2 separate regions of the Sus scrofa genome follow, and region 2 is linked to region 1. Evidence: chromatin contacts called from public targeted proximity ligation data. All regions are on one chromosome and are shown on one strand. The core of a region is the stretch at or near the end of the contact, and the rest is flanking DNA. Distances in the headings are between cores, read along the strand shown.

What was found.
Region 2: a contact with region 1 is called in a targeted proximity ligation map of skeletal muscle. A contact is called at or near these places in 1 of 47 Hi-C or Micro-C datasets (embryonic fibroblasts) and 1 of 2 datasets of targeted methods (skeletal muscle).

Annotation. Positions count from the first base shown.
Region 1 is chr4:80,830,732-80,833,796 of Sscrofa11.1, forward strand. No RefSeq gene overlaps it. Among named protein-coding and RNA genes, the nearest start is that of METTL11B, 45 kb to the right of the region's middle.
Region 2 is chr4:81,068,668-81,071,508 of Sscrofa11.1, forward strand. It overlaps KIFAP3 (kinesin-associated protein 3), which reads left to right. Exons shown (of 21, transcript XM_021089425.1): 18 at 1,065-1,254. Among named protein-coding and RNA genes, the nearest start is that of SCYL3, 64 kb to the right of the region's middle.

The sequences.
Region 1 (3,065 bases), core at 25-2,524:
GTATACTCTGCCTCTATGAAATTATCCTAATTACAGTTATTGCATTGTTTTCTCTAGAAGAATTTTGACTAACAGTACTGTAATTAAATTTCTCCAAGAATTACCACTCACTTGGCCCCAGAGCTATTAAAGTGAGTCTAGTAAGATAATCCCAGATGGGTGGGGAAACTGGAAAATTCTGCAACAAACTGCAGCCAGTTAAAGTCTTGCCCAGCAAGGAGTAAGTCGTCACCACAAAGGACCTTTTTCATGGCTACTCAACCATTCAGGATGATGAATTTCAGGACCCACAGAAGTGCAGAGATAAGGAAGTAAGGCCTGGGGCCTTCCTTTTTTAGAGTCCAGTGTCTTATTGGATGATGGTAAAGAAGGCAGTACCTTCTGAATTTTGAAAGCTGAGTAGGTGCTCACTTAACGACAAAGGGATTCGAGGAACAGAAAAATAACACAGGAAGGAGAAAGCAAGAAATAGCAGGAGTAGAGAGAGTAAAGTTTAAGTAAGAGAGGAGGCTGGCAGGAGCCAGTTCATGGAGGGATTTTGGAATTTAGGAACTTTATTCCCTGTAGCTCTTGGAAGTCAATGAAGGGTTTTGAGTACACGGGTGATAAGTTTAAAATATCAAGGAAGCTATCAAGTTTAGGGAAAAGATTGTGTTTTCATCTTTGGACTTTCTAAGTTTGGGAAACTCAAACTTAGGGAAATCCAGTGGAAATGTTCCATGTACAAATAGATATGAATTCTAGTTTAGAAGGGAGATGTGGGCTAAAAGCAGATATGGGAGACAAGTCCAGGTAGCTAGCAGTTGACCATACATGAGATTTTCCAGGTGACTATATACAAGGACATATATATCCAAGGTTATATGCAGATTTAACTTACTGTACAGCACAGGGAACTATATCCAGTCTCTTGGGATAGAACATGATGAAAGATAATATAAGAAAAAGAATGTATATGTATGTATGACTGGGTCACTTTGCTGTAGAAAAGAAAATGACACAACATTGTAAATCAACTATAATTTTAAAATACCAAGAAAAAAAAATATAGTGATTAGGAACCCAAGGGTCCTTATTTGAGGTGGGGACAGCTGAAGAATGAGCCTGGGGAGAAGTAACAAGTCAGGAGAATTACATGAGCAGGGCATAAGCCAAGGGAGGAGAAAGCATTATTAAAAAGGGTGTGGACAAAGATGTCAGATGTCTCAGAAGGGTCAAATGAGGTAAGGCCTGAAAAACCCTTCCTATTTCAATGGGGTGGCAGGGCCAGCTCTTAAGAGCAAGAGGTGAAAAGTAACATGAGGTTAGGAGATGAAATGAGAGAGCAGGTGGAGAGGACTCTTCCGAGGAAGGAGAGACAGAGGCAGCAACTTAACAACCATTCTGTATTCTGTTCCTTAGTGGCTCAGTTTCTTTAAGGGACTGGGAAGCAGCACTAACTTACATGGCCCTTGTCTCTCTGACAGACTCTTAGAACAGATCAGGGTTAGAGACACCCTCCCAGTTGGAATTTCATTTGAGATTCCAGCAACCAATATTTAAGGTTATCTTCCAAATCCCTAAACTGTGCAACATGACACACTGGACCCTCCTTTGGGACTTATTTATCTAATAGATAATGAATGTCCCATAATGCAGGCCCTAGGTATGTCAGGGACACATTGACTGAACTGAGTCTTTCCATTGTTATAAAAGCCTGGTGATTTCACCAGCTCAAAGGGAATTTTTTTTTTTTTTTTTTTTTTTGCTTTTTGCTTTTAGGGCCACACTTGCAGCCATATGGAGATTCCCAGGCTAGGGATCCAGTAGGAGCTGCAGCCACCAGCCTACACCACAGCCACAGAAATGCAGGAATGGAACCCACATCCTCATGGATCCTAGCCAGGACAATTAACTCCTCATTTATTATTTTTTATTTTATTCTAGAGTTTATTAATAAGTTGAGTTTACAATAATCAGGCAATCTCAGGAATATTAGTTAATACAAAGCTCTTCAAAGGAACCCAAATCTGTAAAGATTTCGCCACTAGTCTTTCACCACATATAAAATTCCATGGTTTATATCTTGACCCCCTCCTTACTTCTGTTGTGACCTTGACGTGTTGCTAACCTCTTAGGATCTCGGCAACCTCATCTGAATAAAAAGGGAATGGGAAAAGAAGCTCAGTAAAACCATATTCTTCTATACCAGGAGTCAGCAAATTTTTTCATTAAAAAGCTGGATAATAATATTTTTGGCTTTGCAGACCATACAGACTCTGTTGCAACTACTCGATTCTGCTGTCATAATGAAAAAGCAGCCACAGACATTATGTAAAAAACAATGAGTGTGGCAGTGTTCCAATAAAACTTTATTTACAAAAACAAACTGGGCTGGATTTGGTCTTCAGGCTGTTCGCCAAATCCTGTTCTAAACATTAAAGTTAAGTCCTTCAATTTATAAAAGTGGACCTCTTAGAATCACCCATTAAAATACTAATATCCCAGAAAAGGTAAATATTACAGCTACAGTCAGCCATTATGTGGTAGAATTTAACTCACATGCTGCATACTCATACACTGCAAATGAGGAAAGCAGAGAAATATAGGGGTTAGTATTTTATGAGAAACAGTCTGGGTTTCTTCAAAAGGTAAGTGAGAAAAATACACTAAGAATTCAGTCAAATATAAAATTTAGTTTGATCAATCATTTAAACCATCTATTTTAGAAGTTAACACCTTTTTCGTGCAAATTCTCATTATCTTTGACAGCCTCCTTCGCCCTGAGTACAGACAATGATGTATGAATTAATGAGGAAGGGGAGGATGACTTGTGGGACCTCAGGGTCCATAAAGGAAGAGCAGGGTCTTCAGAAGCAATACCCCTTCCTTCTTCCTCTGAAATATCATTCAAGTCAACATGACTGCCACCTGCTCTGCTGGCATTCAACAGCTGACTGAGATCTGTGGTCTTGCCATCTAGTCAGTTTTAGCCTGGGCTTGGCAAGGCTCAGAGGTGATCCTGGGCTGACTCTGGCTCACCCCAACTCTTGTTGGCATTAGAGACCTCTCTGAGGTTTGGCTAT
Region 2 (2,841 bases), core at 39-2,538, 240 kb after region 1:
ACGAGGTTGCGGGTTTGGTCCCTGCCCTTGCTCCGTGGGTTAACGATCCGGCGTTGCCGTGAGCTGTGGTGTAGGTTGCAGACGCGGCTCAGATCCTGCTTTGCTGTGGCTCTGGCGTAGGCTGGCGGCCACAGCTCCGATTAGACCCGTAGCCTGGGAACCTCCATATGCCGTGGGAGTGGCCCAAGAAATAGCAAAAAGACAAAAAAAAAAAAAAAAAGAAAAGAAAAGAATTGTAAACAAAAGTGTTAAAGATATGACAGAGGAATTCAAGATTAAGGACCCCGGGATTCAAATGACAAATACCTGAAGCCTTTTTTTTTTTTCTATCTAGGCTATCAGTAGCACTGTCTATTAATTTTCAAGTGAATATACTTGTCAGAAGTAACCGTAAACTGTAGGGCACTAGATAGGTTCAGCTGTAGCTTATATCTTGCCTACTTGTCCTTCAGAAACATCCACCAATGACTTGTGTGTAAACAGATGTCACAAATATGTGAATAAGCCACAGTCTTGCTCCTCAAGAGTTCATGGTTGAAGCAGGAGATATTTAAAGAAATAATTATAAATAAGACATTATTTTGTGGTTGAAACAGAATCGAATTAAATTATATTTGTTTTTGTAATAAACCATTTCAGTTGTTAATAGTGATTCTTTTTCTACTAAAAAATGTTATCTAAACAAAAAGATGCAGCAAAAGATATAATTTTAATACTTAACTACCTGTCACTGCCACAATAATTATAGTCACAAAACTTTTTGGAAGCTGAAGTCTGATTGCTTACCTGAATTCTAGTAATACTTAAAAAGAATTTGTGAAATTTGAACTTTTCTAATTTTTGCCATTGCCAGTAGTGATTGGTAATCTAAACAGAGATGTCTTTAATATATGTATTTGATTTTTATTGGTTATTGTATACAATAATTCTAAACAAGTACTTTTAATGTTTCCTCTAACCCAAACAATCCCCCACCATTCTCTTCTTATAAAAGTACTATCTTGAGTGCCAAGGGAATTCCTTCACAAACTTACACAAAAATAATTGACTATTTTTTGCCACAGGAATATGATGAAGAATGGGCTAAGAAAATTCAGAGTGAAAAGTTTCGCTGGCATAACTCTCAGTGGCTGGAGATGGTAGAGAGTCGTCAGATGGATGAGAGTGAGCAGTACTTGTATGGTGATGATCGAATTGAGCCATACATCCATGAAGGAGATATTCTCGAGAGACCTGACCTTTTCTACAGCTCAGGTAAGATGATAACCAAAGCAAAAATAAATTGTTTGTGTGCTATAAATAGCAATTTTAGTCTATCAGCCTTGCTCATTGCCAAGCTTTGTAAGCACTTTTGATATATAAATAGTCTTCGGCTAATGATTTCAGACATAACATCAATACATACCAAGCAAATCTATTAGCTCACCATTATTTTTTTCCAAGTTAATCTTTAATGTCATCTCCATTAAAAAGGCTGTAACTAGGAAAATTAATTGCTCTTAGTTTATTGCCTTCTAGAATGTGTAACTTAAAAATGACATCTTCAAGATTTCTGACTTCCGTGTGAAAGTGATATCTTACTCTATTCTGCTTGTATTTAAATGTATATTTTACTAATTTATGTTAGTCTTCCAATGTATTTCATTTTAACAGTCTCATTTTGCCATGGTTTTGCTTTAGTTTCTAGCTAGCGACCCCTATTTGGTATTCTGGTTGGGAAGATTTAGATACTTTACAGCAATAATTTTTTTTCATTCAAAACTGCCAGTATCTTCAAGGTAAAATTTAATTTGTACATATATTTTACATATATCATAACTTTGTTGATTCTGCCATCCTGCCTTTTTTCAGGGATTTTGGCAAGAACAGTTAGTTTTTGCATGTTTTGCCCTTTAATGTGTTGCACTGTTGTCAATATTAATAACTTTATTGAAATCATTTAGTTGAAAAGAAGAAGGAAAGGATTTCTAATTAAGATCTGTAGCAGACTGGAAATAAGCATTTAAAATAATTGTATCTGAATTGATGGCTCATTTTTTTCTACTGTGTACTCATTCATGTTTTCATAATAGTGTATTGTATATATTGCCCATAATGCTGCATTATTTTTGTATTTGATATAGATACTTGAATCCTGGAAAAGTGATACTTTACTTTGAAAATTGAATAGATTTCTTCCTAACTGAACTTTACAGTAGTTATGAAATACCACTTTGTGTTTCAAACCAGATGGAGTAGATCATTAATTTCAACCAACCAGGATTTCTTAGTTCAGTAATGACAAGCAGCTGTTCCTTACATATTCTGATATTCATGAAGTAAAGTGATGTAAAATGTATATGATATGAATTTTTTGATAATAGAAATCAGAATTTCTTAGAATCAGATTTCTTGCTTTGAAGATTGATAGCTACTTTTCAGTATGAATCAAAGACCAGTTTCCAAAACAGAATAAACTTTTAACCACCTCTGTATTTATCTTTGTTGTTCTAATACAATTAGAATTTCAGAACGTATTTTGAAAAAGTTATACCACATTTCCAAAATTTATTTAAATTAACCTCTTAAAATGAAAATCATGAACATTTTTCTTTGAGCTATTATATAATTAAAATGTACAATTTATGCTTTTATGAGAATTCTGAATTATATGCAGTTTTATATATCAAAATTTACAAAAGCCATAGTTGGAAAAATAAACAAGCATAAGCATTTGAGGGATGAAATGTTGTCATTAGATATAGTCATGGTGGTTGTTTTTATACCTGTAGCCTAATGATATGGTAGACACTTGACAGCAGAGATTACATTGCCATGAGTTCAAAGATATAGTTCTTACAT